5 separate regions of the Mus musculus genome follow, and regions 1, 2, 4 and 5 are each linked to region 3. A link is a contact called in public Hi-C, HiChIP or PLAC-seq and promoter capture Hi-C data. All regions are on one chromosome and are shown on one strand. The core of a region is the stretch at or near the end of the contact, and the rest is flanking DNA. Distances in the headings are between cores, read along the strand shown.

Evidence for each region. Promoter capture Hi-C pulls out the DNA fragments that hold promoters and counts their contacts. A called contact is a pair of places that touch in the nucleus more often than the background predicts. HiChIP or PLAC-seq counts read pairs in DNA pulled down with a chosen protein or histone mark.
Region 1: a contact with region 3 is called in a promoter capture Hi-C map of neutrophils, with 4 times the contacts expected there. The contact joins the promoter of Bbx here to the promoter of Ift57 in region 3. A contact is called at or near these places in 5 of 39 promoter capture datasets (the 3T3-L1 cell line, liver, neutrophils and 1 more), 9 of 484 Hi-C or Micro-C datasets (B cells, CD8 T cells, cardiomyocytes and 6 more), 3 of 115 datasets of contacts at active chromatin or transcription factors (astrocytes, fetal liver and memory CD8 T cells) and 2 of 9 other capture datasets (adipose tissue and liver).
Region 2: a contact with region 3 is called in a Hi-C map of adipose-derived mesenchymal stem cells, with 4 times the contacts expected there. The contact joins the enhancer-like site here to the promoter of Ift57 in region 3. A contact is called at or near these places in 7 of 39 promoter capture datasets (the 3T3-L1 cell line, 3T3-L1-derived adipocytes, cranial neural crest and 3 more), 4 of 484 Hi-C or Micro-C datasets (the N1E-115 cell line, adipose-derived mesenchymal stem cells, bone marrow-derived macrophages and 1 more) and 2 of 115 datasets of contacts at active chromatin or transcription factors (astrocytes and large pre-B cells).
Region 4: an H3K4me3 HiChIP or PLAC-seq map of bone marrow-derived macrophages shows a contact between it and region 3, with 4 times the contacts expected there. The contact joins the enhancer-like site here to the promoter of Ift57 in region 3. A contact is called at or near these places in 5 of 39 promoter capture datasets (the 3T3-L1 cell line, the C10 cell line, cranial neural crest and 1 more), 2 of 115 datasets of contacts at active chromatin or transcription factors (bone marrow-derived macrophages and forebrain) and 1 of 9 other capture datasets (adipose tissue).
Region 5: a contact with region 3 is called in a Hi-C map of CD8 T cells, with 5 times the contacts expected there. The contact joins the enhancer-like site here to the promoter of Ift57 in region 3. A contact is called at or near these places in 1 of 39 promoter capture datasets (pre-B cells), 1 of 484 Hi-C or Micro-C datasets (CD8 T cells), 1 of 115 datasets of contacts at active chromatin or transcription factors (effector CD8 T cells) and 1 of 9 other capture datasets (embryonic stem cells).

Annotation. Positions count from the first base shown.
Region 1 is chr16:50,431,053-50,433,752 of GRCm38.p6, reverse strand. It overlaps Bbx (bobby sox HMG box containing), which reads left to right and starts at 1,364. Exons shown (of 17, transcript NM_027444.3): 1 at 1,364-1,511.
Region 2 is chr16:50,308,328-50,311,027 of GRCm38.p6, reverse strand. All of the region lies in intron 3 of Bbx (bobby sox HMG box containing), which reads left to right. Among named protein-coding and RNA genes, the nearest start is that of Bbx, 120 kb to the left of the region's middle. Within about 2 kb of position 1,372, at least 105 of the 459 cell types and tissues checked have an H3K27ac peak or open chromatin away from gene starts, as enhancers often do. A contact at or near this core is called in adipose-derived mesenchymal stem cells, liver and muscle stem cells, where this site is marked.
Region 3 is chr16:49,697,934-49,700,633 of GRCm38.p6, reverse strand. Ift57 (intraflagellar transport 57) reads right to left here and starts at 1,340. Exons shown (of 11, transcript NM_028680.3): 1 at 1,085-1,340. The coding sequence starts at 1,296.
Region 4 is chr16:50,223,777-50,226,476 of GRCm38.p6, reverse strand. It overlaps Bbx (bobby sox HMG box containing), which reads left to right. Exons shown (of 17, transcript NM_027444.3): 11 at 1,184-2,189. Among named protein-coding and RNA genes, the nearest start is that of Gm4827, 150 kb to the right of the region's middle. Within about 2 kb of position 1,341, at least 6 of the 459 cell types and tissues checked have an H3K27ac peak or open chromatin away from gene starts, as enhancers often do. A contact at or near this core is called in bone marrow-derived macrophages, where this site is marked.
Region 5 is chr16:50,371,323-50,374,022 of GRCm38.p6, reverse strand. All of the region lies in intron 2 of Bbx (bobby sox HMG box containing), which reads left to right. Among named protein-coding and RNA genes, the nearest start is that of Bbx, 60 kb to the left of the region's middle. Within about 2 kb of position 1,257, at least 34 of the 459 cell types and tissues checked have an H3K27ac peak or open chromatin away from gene starts, as enhancers often do. A contact at or near this core is called in CD8 T cells, where this site is marked.

The sequences.
Region 1 (2,700 bases), core at 115-2,614, 730 kb before region 3:
CAAAACCCAAAACCAGAACAGAAAGGTTTTCTTACTCGGTTTACTTTTAAAATTTAGGCTATCAGTTAGACTATAAAAATCATACTATTTAATCTTCAAAACTGTTTGTATTTAAGATTCTTGAAAATTTTGGATCCTGGTCAGAAGGAACTCCAGGAAAACATCTGGGACCTAGAATAGTCCCAGTGAGTTGTAGATGCTGAATAACCATTTAATGAAGGCAATCTTGGGAAAGCTTATTTTAATCTTTAAATAAAAACTAAAATCAACTCTAAGAATGAAGGAGACTAAAAGAACTCATATGCTCAAAAGATTGCTCAACTAGTTAAAAACTTGTGTGTGCATTTTATTCTGTTTTAATTCCTAGGTTCGGTTCTTTCTAAGTATCCCTTTGACTTGTTTATATCAAACTGTTAACAAGATCTGCCAAAGATACAGCATAGTAAAAATATCATTAAAACTAGATCTCGCTTTCATTGTCTCTAGAAATCACCCACCATAGAGTAGTCATATACAGCGGGAAATACATAAAACAAAGGATGTGTGTGCGTGTGCGTGTGCGCGCGCGCGCGCGCGCGTGTGTGTGTGTGTGTGTGTGTATTATAAATCTTGGCTATATTGAACCAAGAGGTCTATTTCTAAGGCAGACTGTCGATTGTCATTTTCCCACAAGGTGTGTAATTTCAGCACACCTTGTGTACCCATACAGGTGATTGCCCTCTGACTTTCAAGTGCACATTCGGCTACTTTAGCATAAGGTTTATCTTTGTTTCTGCCTGTTGTATTGATTTTTTTTCTTACTTTCTGAATTTGCTTGCTAACGAGGCAGTCACAATCTCAAAGCATTCTAGTCTTGATAAACTTATCTCGCACTATTTTGGCCTATGTGATGGCTAACCCATTGACAAAAGAAATCTAAGCTGATAAAAGCCTTTCTCGGCCACTTGTTAGCAGGCCGGGCTGTAAAATCATAACACAATGCTCGCCTCTTTCATGGGGCACCACAAGGCAGCGATCAAACCCATCCCTCCTCACTTCCATATCCAGTGGAGTTGTAGTTTATTACCATAACCCTCCCAAGTCAAAAGGACACCAGTTTCAAGCCTGGCAACTTGGTATAGAGAGGGCTTCCTTCCTGACCCCTACTCTGCTGGGCCTCACTACCTGTCTTCGCCCACTGTCTACAGGTCCCGAACATTAGAAAATAGAAAATGTGATGATCTTTGTGTGTCTCTGTGAAATGTGTGTATGTGTGCGTGTGTTTGGGTGTAACGCGCCTCCTGTTTGGCTGCGCCGCCCGTCCGTCACGGCGCGGGCCAATGGCAGGCTGCCTTATATAAAATGAGTGTTTTCAGTCTCTCCGGGTTGCATGTACTGTATGTGGAGCAGTGTACAGTGGAGCGGAGGCAGCGCGGCTCCGCAAGCTCCTCTCCACTTTCCCATAGAGAGCCCCTGACTGGCCGCTGAGGGCGAGCCACACACACGCCCTCGCGCCGCGGCGAGCCCGCGAGGTAGGCGCCCGCCATCCGCAGCCTTCGCAGGCGCTCTCCCGCACTTTCTGTTTTCCTACTCACTTGCGAGCCGCCGGGGCTGCAGCCCGAGGACTCCGCGGCAGGAGCGGCGGCAGCGGCGGCGGCAGCCGGTAGGGTGGACTTGAGGAAGGCGAGGGGAACCCGCGCGTCCGGAGCCCGAGCCGCCACCGGCCGGCGCCTCGCGGGCCACTTTCCCCTCAGCCAAAACTTTGGGTGGCGAGAGGTCGGGCCGAGGGTCGCGGCGGCCGCGCCGGCGGGCCCGGGCCGGGGGGCGCGCGGCGCTGCCCGGCGAGCGCGAGCTGGGGGCCGGGCTGGGGAGGAGTAGGCCAGCCGGTGCCAGGCTGCGTTTGCAGGCAGCACCTCTCGGCGCCCGGGCAGCGCCGCCCGAGGGGGCACGGAGCCGGGGCGCGGGGTTGAGCCGCCCGAGGAAAACAACAACGGAGCGGTCCCCTCACGCCGGCGGGCGGCTCGTGGCCGCCCCGGGAGCCCCAAACTTCAAGGAGGCGAAAGTACGTGGAGGAGCCCCGGGCAGGGCTCGGCTGCCGGGGGAGGTGGGGCCTGAGGAGCCCGGGGCAGGGGTGGAAGGTACGGGAAGGCTGCCCTCGGTGGGTCGGGGCTACATTTGGTGTGTGTGCGACGGTGACCGGGACCGGCAGCCCGGTTGCTCGTTCATCTGCAGAGTTAGGATTTGGGTGTTCCGGCCCCGAGATCGGTGTCCCCCTCACCCCCCACCCCCAGCCAAATGCGCGGCGAGTGGAGAAAGTGCTGTTCCAGTGCCAGAGTAGCCTGGAGGAAGAACAGGGGAGAGGGGAAGAAGGCGAAGAAGGCGAGAGAGGGAGAGGAGGGGAGGGGAGGGAAAGGGGAGAGGGAGGGGAAGAGAGAGAGAGAGAGAGAGAGAGAGAGAGAGAGAGAGAGAGAGAGAGAGAGAGAGAGAGAGAGAGAAACGGGAGGGAAGAGAGGAGGGGGGAGAGGACGAGGGAGGCTGTGTCAGGATTTTGCTTGAATGTGGGATTATGTTGTGTCAATAAGTTTAAGGTGGAGAGAGCGAGGCTGGGGGTGGTGGCGGTGGAGGGGAGGAGGAAGGCCTTGGCTGGTTAAAGACTCATTCTGAAGGTAAGTTATGGCATTGCACGGTCGCGATGACAGAAAACTTGCAGATCCTTTATCC
Region 2 (2,700 bases), core at 123-2,622, 610 kb before region 3:
CTTCCAAATGTGTGTGTGTAGATTTTTTGATTATTTGGGAATTTCATGTCATGAACCCCAATAACACTTCCCAGTTTTTCCAGGTCTGTTCTCCACCCTTAAGACCTCCCCCTGCCCCAATAAGGAAGAAGAATGAAAAAGGGGGAAGAAGAAGGGAGGAGGAGGAAGAGGAGGAGCAGGGAAGAGGAGGAGGAGAAGGAGAAGGAGAGGGGAACAGTATTCTGTTTGTGTTGTCCATACTCCCTGGAGCATGGTCAAACTCCCAGTGAGCAGCCCCTTAAGGAAAGCTGAGGCGGAAGAGTATAAAGACCAGGTGCACTGGAGAGGAACAAAGACTGTCCAAATGGATTGCGTTAATCCTCTGTGAAGGTAATGAGTGCACTCCTACAGTAATGGCTTCAATCTAGTCAGTAAGAACATAGTTCCCCAGAAAAATTCATTTTAAAAAGTTCTGAACCTTGAACTGTGGATAAGCCTCTAACATATGGAGTTTGGGGTCAGATTCAAGCCATAGTATAGTTAAAATTAAGTAGAAACAGTCCTTGTGAGTGTATTAGATAATATTAATAGAGAAATGCATTCTCACAGTTTTTAAATTAAATGTATATTTCAAAATTAAAATATGATTAAATCATTTTCTTTTTTCTTTTTTTCCTCCTTCCATCTATCTTCTGCCTTCCATACCCACAGATTCACGACCTCTTTGTTTTAATTGCTATTGTTTGTGTGTGTGCGTGTGTGTATATCTATAGATATAGATATGTAGATAATAGATATATAAATACATCCTGCTGAGTCTGTTTAATGTTGCATGTGTATGATTTCAGTGATAACCACAGTGTTACAATCACAGAATATAAAGTTTTAGAGAGAAAAATAGTTATACTTATGTCTCATATAATTAGACCCAAAAATCATTAATGCTACATCTGTTTTACATGAGAAAAGTAGAGCTTACTGGTACCTTATCTCAATTTCCTTGAAATTAGAAGTAAATGTCACAAGCGCCTGGAAAGAGTCATCTTGTGTGAATACACTGCTGCTCTCTGGCTGTACAACTGGTGCTAGAAACTTTGAGCGTTGGTGTGCCTTTATTCTTTGAGTAAGTGCCAGTACCACCTTTGACCTGGAAAGATGGGTCTGGGTGTCCTGGTGTTAGTCCAGCAGTGTGGAACTCACTGTATCACTGGCCTTTTAATTTATCACAGATTCCAAGTATATCATAATTGCATAAAAGGCCCTCTTTGCCCTGAAATGTTAACTTTTATATCAGTTGAAAGTTCTTGGACAGGAAACATTTGCTCTAGCAATGACTCTGGAGTCTGCATGATCAGCGGGATGACTGATCCCAGTGTGTTGCTGCCAAGTACAGGGAAGACATGGAGAAGTGCGGTGTGTGAGCTGCTTTGACTCACCCGTTCCTTTGGCAGCGGCTGCAGGCCCGTGGCAGCAGTACAAAATCTGTGTACTTGCACATTTCAAAGCTGCTTTTCTTAGGCTCCCCGAGCAGTTTGTATAGAGGTGGAGCCAAAGTAAGATGTCTACAGACTCAGTCTCAAAAGCAGTTCGCATGTAACCTACAAAGGACCCCTTTGAGATTTGTCTTATCACTATGGTCCTCAGTCTTCTTTCAAAGCCGATGCAGGCGAATTGTGTTCAGCCTGAGCTGAAATCTAGTGGAGAGAGTTTTTCCAAATTCCAGCCTTAGGATTATTTAGATTGGCGGGGCTGCTGCCTCTAGGACTGGATGAGGTGAACCATAAGTTAGAGATAAGTGAAATAGCCAAGGCATTCGTCTATCTACGGTTAGTATTTGCATCTGAATTTATAGCTTTCACTTCATATGTACATTTACTGTGCAGAATCTGGTTCTGTGAATAGCAAGACATACAGTGCAAAATTACAGCGATGAGAAGCGTAACCCTAATGTGAAAGTCAGCTACAAGTGTCAGCTGTCAAAGGCTGAGAGATAGGAAGACACATGGTGACAGGAACCAGTCCAAGAAGAAAGAATGTGTGGTCTATCTCCACCTACTCTGGGAGATGATGGGAGAGAAAAGATGCCACCTGTGAGGAAAATTAGGACTCTCTTCTCAAATACTAAGTGCCAGGCCATGCGTGCTCTTTGTGAGCCTGTGATCCTGAGCACTCACCGAGGTGGCTCTGCCCCCACAGTCTCAGCAAACGCTGTGGACCAAGTTGGCGGAAAACAAACGTCTCCTTGTACCCATTTGGTGAACAACACAGATTCCCAAACTGATGGGTTTGTTCTGGGAAGCCGCCTCATCCCAGTCCCACTGATGTCATGGTAGAAGATGGACTCAGTTTAACTCTCTCGTTTGCCTTTCAGACCGACCTAAGTAGCAGTTCCCATATGGACCTCGTAGAATCAAAGCGTAGACAGTTAAGGAGGTTTCTCTTTCCTTAAGGCAATATTAATGAAGACATCTCATTTCTGTCTGAAAAAGAAGGAGCCAGTGTGATTTAGGGAAAGAGATCTAATCGAGTGATCAAGAGACCCTGGCTCTGACGATAATTAGCTCAGTGCACTTGAGTTAACCTTTGATATCTGTGGATCTTGTTTTCTCCCTTTGTAAGTTGGATGGTACCCAAGAATCGGATTTGCAGTGCCACCTCCGATGAAATGAATGGTTCCACTTTTAAAAGAATAACTCCTTAAGCTGAAATTATTCTGCAAAC
Region 3 (2,700 bases), core at 91-2,590:
ATTACTATTAATAGTAAGTCCACTTTCCCTTTGTTTGACAGATAAATTTGAAAAACTTAACACTTTTATCCCCACCAAAAATGTTGGCCATCTATATTACTATGACCAATTTATTTTAAATAATAATCCCAATCTAGAAACTTCTATTATGGATCAGGATCAAGATGATCTTTCTTCTCTAATTTTTCTCCTTTTACAGACTAACTTGGCATTGTGGGCAGATTTTATACAAGAATTCTTCCAGACCTGTCTGGAAGAGGGTAAGAGCTTAAAACTGCCAAGAGAAATGATATGTGTCCCATTGATGGAAAAGAAAGTACGATAAATAACTCTTTAATTTCTTCTTACAGAATAAAACAAACACGGGATTTAGAGGGAAAAAAAAGCAATAGAACACAGTTATCACTAAGCTACCATGATTACAGGAGGGACTTTTGTCTATCACTCTTGACAACTATAGGCTCTGCCTTGGGGATATTCCAAACTTTCCCCACTACCGCAAGCGGGAACTTTAGGTCCTATATTGAGGGCCATTCCAAACACTTATTTCATTTGCCTTCTCCACTTCCCATTTTCTAAGAGTATTGTTGCAAAAGCACTAAGTCGTTTGAACCATAGTAATTAGCCCACAAGTTTACTTACTACATAACAAGTGCTGCTCAGAAATGTCCTAAGTATTCACAGTTGTTAGTTTACAAAGTCTAGCAAAGGAAAACATAAACTAGAAAGAGATCTAAATGATAAGGGCGCTCATCGCTAGAGATAGGTTTTTCTACCCTTTCTACTTTGGGTATTTTATTATATTTAAAACAAGATTTGTGTTTGGTAGACGGTGCGTGACTGTTTTGAAAAATGGGCAGACTGTCTTCCCCAGTCCTCCCTGCCATTACAAAACTTGTTTACTTTCTCCACAAAATGATCAAGTCTGAAAAACTACACCTTCCACAGTGCGGAAGTTTCCTTCCTGAGCACAGAAGCCAGAGGAAGGGATGTAAGGACCCCCGCGCGGGGTCTTCGCCTCACCTAAGGGGGAGCGTCCCCCTGGGGTCCAGCCAGCACCCGGCGCTGGGGGCAAGGCACGCACCTGGACGGGGGCTTCAGATTGCTCTTTCGGAGTAGCTCCTCCTCGTAGCGGAGCAGCTTCAGCTTCTCCACTAAGTCTTCCATCACCACGAACATGTGGTAGGCCGCTCCTGGCCCGCGCTCCACCACAGCCTCCCCTGCGCCTTCCCCGCGAGCCCGAGACACCCCATCGTCCAAGCCCGACGGCGGGATCACCGCGGCCGCGGCGGCCATCCCTGCTCAGACCCCCAGCGCCCGGCTGGGCTCCGGCCAGGATCTCTGCAGCCTTCGCCGCCCGCACCCCACAGACCGCACAGTCCCCACCGTTACCAGGCAACCGCAGGGCAGCCGGTCACCACGGCAACCAGACCCGCCTCCTTCGCTCCCAGCCGGCCTCTCTAAATTTTCACCAATCAAAGCTGGATTCTTACGTGACGTCACGCCATGCTGGTCCCTGGCCTAGGGGGTAGCTCCGCCCTATGGGCGTGGCGCATCGTCCCCCACCTCTTCCGCCTCTCCCGCGCGCCTTAAAGGCGTAGGGTCCCCAGCTATTTAGCGCTGCATGCTGAGTACAGCCAAGAGGAGCACAGGATCTGGTATTCTGCTCAGGGCTGCTGAATGAACAGACATCTGGTCATCGAGGTAGCAATTCAAAGGACTGAAACGAAGCAGAACAGAGTGTTGGAGGTTATGCTTGCTCAGTGATTCTTGTTTTATTTTCTCAAAGTGGGAAGTTGTGGTGAAACTCGCTGTCCTTAGGTTCACATTACCTCAGAAATTCCACCCGCAAGACTGCTAGTCTATTTCTTAACTTAATTGCTTATTAGATAGTGCTAGACTTACGAGTATATTCTAAATAAGACTTAAAGTCTTACAATGATCTTATCTCACTCCATTAGGAAAGCGGTTGCTTGGAAGAGGGCAGCTTGGGAAAAGATTTATACCACACACACATTGGCCTCAATCTGTTCCGAGCCCATGCAGATTTAAATTCTTGAGTACTAATGAAATCCCACAAAATATAGTATCTGGAAAGGAAGTGCTGCATTGTAGCACTTACATTTAGATAAGAACATTTCTGCTATTATGTCAGCACGTATTGACCTAGAAAACACATGGAGACATAACTGACCAGGGATGTGACTTATCCTTACAATAAAGTACTGCATCAGGCAATCTTTCTTGTAGTTAAAGATAAGAAGTGAAGCGAAGAGAAGTTGCCTAGCTACTTCTTAAGATAACTCAGAAGCAAGAGGTGTAACATTTGTCTGATTAACCCTGTGCCTGTTAAGGGGTCATCAACAGCTTATATCACACCCTAAATAATGTAGCAGGATCATATTTTTGACATAATTAAAATCTGAATCATATTTGTAAAAATCCTTGTGATAAAAGGAAGAGTTTTTCTTTCTAATCAGCCTTGTTTCTAATGCTAATAAAGGTATCCAAATGAAAAACATTGCTATTCATCAAATAAAAGACACACATAAAACTACTGATTTATGTAGAAAATAAAATGGAGATGAGAAATCCAAGGATAACTGGGTAATTGCACGCCTCACAGGTGGAGGTCAGAGGACAACCTTCTATATCAGTCCTCAACTACTACTTTGAGACAGACAGCTTTTCTGTAAACTT
Region 4 (2,700 bases), core at 92-2,591, 530 kb before region 3:
CACAGTAAACTACATATGTTACACTGCTTTGACCTGTGCTGCCCTTGACAAAACAGCAACATTGACCTCTTAGTAAATTCCTCAAAGAGAAACCTGGGCCTGCTTGTTTTATATCTTTAGTCGTCCTCTTGGGGCCTGGCATTTGAGAGTTTACAGTTAAGTGTTTATGAGTGGATGCTGAAGTATAGAAAATAGTTTACAATAAGCTGTAATTTCACTTCCCTGGTGTTAGGAGGTAATAGAGAGCTGGAGATGAAGGTAAACAGCTTTCCTTTTAAATGTCCCATATGTGTTATTTAGGGATGAAGAAGTTTCAGAGTTTACCAAATCTATAGCAGATGTATTTTTGGCATTCAGAAAATTTCAAATTCTATAAAAATGTACATGTGTAGTAAATATATCTTGTTGTATGTAATGTGTCCTGTACATATTCAAATGCATAAGTATTCTGGTAGCAAAAATACAGTCACAAGTAAGTATGATCAACTTTTTAAGACATAAGTAGTTTCAATTGCTTTCACTCAGAATCGATAGTCAAGCTCAAATGAGATTAGATTTATCACCAAACAAGATCAAACTCAGATGTTTTCAGATCTTCTGTGGTTTTAGAGCTGTATGTCAGCATCTGGAAACCTATAATATGTATTCACAATTATAGGTTTGAAACCTTTGAACCAATTGAAACCTTTGTTTAATGAATCATTATAACATTTCTGACTTCACGCGCATCAGTGGAAGTTACTTCTATTTTTCCTTTTTTCTCTGGAGTGTTGGGCCAAATATCAGAACAGAGTATGAAGATTATTACATACTGACACAAGGACATCATCTCACTTAGCCTTATAAAAATCCTCCAGGATAGGATGTATGTTTTATAAACGTCTGGGGGCAATAAGAAGTAAAATTCTGTGCTAGATAAGTAAAAACTAAGAGCCAAATTTATCTCTAAGCTTTAGAATCCATCCTCTAGCAAATCTCATTTTCCTAAGAAAAGTATCTGGTGATGCTAGGATATGATTCAAAATGTTTACCTGTGCTTCAATGAAATTAATTCTGAAGAAATGAACTAATTGTAACATTTGGAATTTTTAAACGATATATTTTAAAAAGTTAAAACTAATTTCAATGATAAAATAATGAGACTGTTTGCTAATTCCCTCTCACTTATGTTTCAACTATTTAGATGTGTCTGGCATCAGAGGGGGTGAAAATGGAAGACACAAAACTAATAAAATCAAAAGAGTCAGATGGAGGAAGAATTGAGGAAATAGAAAAGGGGAAGGAAGAGAGAGGCACAGAAGTGGAGAAAACCACTGAAACTTCGTTCCAGAAGGAAGCAGAATTTGGGAAGTCAGCTAAGGGCAACGTGAGAGAGTCTAAGGACTTAAGAGACATCGAACAGCTACAGATGGATAATGTCATGGCTATCAAAGTGGAAGACCCCAAAGAAATTAGGAAGGAGCCAGAGGATGATCAGAAATACAGTCACTTCCCTGATTTTTCTTACTCTGCCAGTAGCAAGATAATAATTAGTGGTGTCCCCAGTAGAAAGGACCACATGTGCCATCCTCACGGAATTATGATCATTGAGGACCCAACCACGCTAAACAAACCAGAGAAGATAAAGAAGAAAAAGAAGAAAAACAAACTGGATCGACACGGAAATGACAAATCCACACCCAAGAAGACGTGCAAGAAGAGGCAGTCTTCAGAATCTGACATCGAGAGTGTCATGTACACCATCGAAGCTGTGGCAAAAGGAGACTGGGGTGTTGACAAACTCGGAGAAACCCCAAGAAAGAAAGTCCGCCCCTCCTCAAGTGGCAAGGGAGGCATTTTGGATGCCAAGCCACCAAAGAAAAAAGTGAAATCCAAGGAGAAGAAAGTTTCCAAGGAGAAGTGCTCAGACATCACCAAAGAGTCTCGACCTCCAGATTTCCTTAGCATTTCTGCCAGCAAGAGTGTTCCTGGGGAGGTGCCAGAGGGCATAAAAGCAGAACCCTTGACCCCTACCGAGGATGCACTGCCACCTAGCCTACCAGGACAGGCTAAGCCTGAGGATAGTGATTGTCACAGAAAAACGGAGACCTGTGGCTCCAGGAAATCTGAGAGGTCTTGCAAAGGTGCTCTTTATAAAACCCTGGTGTCCGAGGGCATGCTCACCTCTCTCCGAGCTAATGTTGACAGAGGTAAGTGACTTCTGCAAACCTGAAAGGACAGCAAGGCCTAGCAGAGTCTTCCCTTGAAAGAACTCATCATGATCAGTTGAATATCAAACTAATACCTTGTGTGAATCATTCATGTGTCTCATCCATCTCACTTTACCTGTGAGCTTCCAAGCACTTAAGGGAGGGTTTGTAGGTAGCCATCATAGAGAAATGCCAGGTAACTACATTTTTGTTTCTTTGTTGTGGGCTGCTTTCATTTTGAAGGGTCAGTGTTGAATGTTGCTTTTAGCCCGAGTATTTCAACTGATGAAATTTCCTGCATGACACAAATAAATTTGGCAGAATCCTTACCTGTAGGCTCCAAAAGCAAATATCCTATCTAGTGCTTTTGTGAGGTAATCAAAACCACAACTGAAGTGTTATTTTGAATGTGGTAGCATCTGTAGAGTATTTTATATGTATTCATTTCATTTTGAAGTATCTGAAGAGGGAACTTTTTCTTGTTGGGCTCTATCCCAGTAAGAAATGTGTG
Region 5 (2,700 bases), core at 8-2,507, 670 kb before region 3:
ACTGTAATTGTTCCTAAATAGGGAACCGTGGCAGGATTAGAATGAATGAATGATGGTTGATTGTTCTTACGAGCCTGGGGGGCTGGGGGTGGGGACTGTGAGCCAGAGCTCTAACGTTTGAGGCCGGGGAGGTAGAGGGAAGTGAGAACACACTGAACATTTGGGCTGATCACAAGGGGAGGGAAGGGTTCTGAAGAGTCAGGGTGGAAGTTAATGCAGGCTCAGTGAGAAAGCCTGGGTGAAAGTCCTTTCCCCCTGGAAAGGGGGAGGTAATGTGTGAGGTTATTCAGAGAAGCAGTATGGAATTAGGTATTTGAGGTTCAAAATCCCCGTTTGCCTCATATAATAGGAGTAACTTTATTAAATAAACCTTAGCTTCTCTGTGCCCATTCCCCAATTCTCTTTAAAAAAATATATGTCTTTTGTTCGGTCATGATTATTTTAATGAATATTTTTAATAAGAAAATCATAGTTATCTTTCTAACACTAGCATAAAATTATAAAAGGATAAGGTAAAAACTGAACATACCATGATAGAGATAGTCTTATGTCTATGCGCTAGGATTTGGGGTTAGCAGGTAAAATGGCAAGAGTCAAAAATGTCAGTAGTGATGCGACTGTGGGCCATAGCTATTGTAACAGAAATTGCACATCTACCAATGAATAAAATCCCAAGTTAAGTAAGAAGCCATGCAAATTGTGTACGATTACTGATACTTAAAAATCCCAAGTAAGATAAAAGGGATGATACATTTCACCTGCGCTACCCACTAGAGTCTTATAAAACAACTGAGAAAACAGTTGTTTGTAATTAGAGAACAATTGAAGTCAGTAGAGTTAAATCCTAATTCTGAATTTTTTGGGGGTGATTTCTGCTTCTGGATCCACTGGTTTTTGTTTTGTTTCCAGATTGCTTTATCGATCAGGTTCTCTTTCTTTCAGGCAATTATTTGAAAGTAAAAACGCAACAGAGTGGCAGGGTAGGAGCTAACTTCTGTTTCTCTTACAGAGAACCTGGGTTCAGTTCCCAGCACTCTCGAGGTGGCTCACAACCACCTGACCTCTGTTCCAGGGCATCCAAATTTCTCTTTTGAGCATTGTGGGCACCAAGGATTCATGTGGTGCATATGTATACATAAACACATGCACATCAATAAAATAAACAAATCTTAAAAGAGAAAAGTGCAACTGAAACGACAGCACATGACTCAGATTTCCAGCTGCCTCCAGTGCAAGAGCGCTTGCTGGTTTAAATGTTCAGTGGTTTCCTGTGGCTCTGCAAAGCACAGAGGAACCTAGGGCCTGATGTGGTTTTTGAGTAGTGCCACCTAGCAGAGCATTTTCAAGGTTTTAGAAGTGGAGGCTAAGGAAATAGCACAAGGTCAACACCCCAATTCAGAGAGAGAGAGAGAGAGAGAGAGAGAGAGAGAGAGAGAGAGAGAGAGAGAGAGAGAGAGAGAGAGAGAGAGAGAGAGAGAGAAACTCAGAAGTGAGGTTTACTCTTCATTTGCAGCTCTGAAAAATGTATTAGAGAGAACAATTGTCCTTACTTTTGTTCAGTTACAGAAATATGTCAGAATTTCTGAACCTGTTTTGAGGATTTTGCCTTTTCTAATTATATATTAAAGGACACAGGTGTATTTAGAAAAAAAAAAAAAAAAAACAAACCAGAATTTAGGAAAAGGAATTTTTTGTGTGAAAGTGATTTTCACAGTTGGCTAGCAATTTTGGATCATACGCTATGAATTTTGGTTAGTTCCTTTATACCTTTATTTTATTAATTTTTTTAAATATCATTTTTGGGATCCATTTATCCTAGTTTAATCCTATTATCTCCCCCCAGCCCCTCAGGATATAAGCCTTCATATGTATAATGCAGAGTTTTACAGTTTCAAATTTCAATTATTTCCTTAAAGTTAGCCTTTGTTAACATTTCTGAAATCATTTTCACAAGGAACCATTCCATGGGCTCTTTGACAATAGGTTATACCTACTTAAATATGAAGATTTAAAAAATTAAATAATTACTATAATATTGAGATGCCTTATAGCATGGGTGAATGAGAAATTTTAATGTCCATTTACATACGTGTGCCCATCTTACTTCTGCTTTGAGTTTTTACCCACCATGCTCTGCATCCATTATACTACTCTGAAGTTTTAGCACTGCTCAGAGGCCTGCCTGCCTCCATAGGGATCTTCCATTTGGGGGTCATGTTGGCCACTGGCCTTTCTGTCTCATATCTTGAAGCTTACTGACTCATCATTTATTTCATCAAAAGCTATGTCATGGGCCTGTGCCCAACATGTAGATTAGGGCAGAGCATGGTGAGTAAACTGTTTTGTAGTGTGGGGGCAGGGATGCCACTCTTCAGTGGCCGTACAGTTCCATGTGGCTCCAAGGCAGTCACAGTCTGCCTGGTCCTATATCTCCGGAAACTTAGCTGCTGACCTTTCATGACCTTATTTCCCTAACACAGCTCAAAATACTCCTGCTTCTAGGCATTGCCCACTCCCGGGAATCAGCCAGTTTCCCAAAGGCTAATGACATCCCTGATGGACCACCCATCCAGTCCTAAAGAGGAATCACATACTAAATACAGAGCCACACCAATACTTTTCTCTTGGGTGCTTTATCTAAAGGAAAGACTTCAGATTGTGCTTTTACTATGATATCCATCTAAAGAAAACATTTAGACC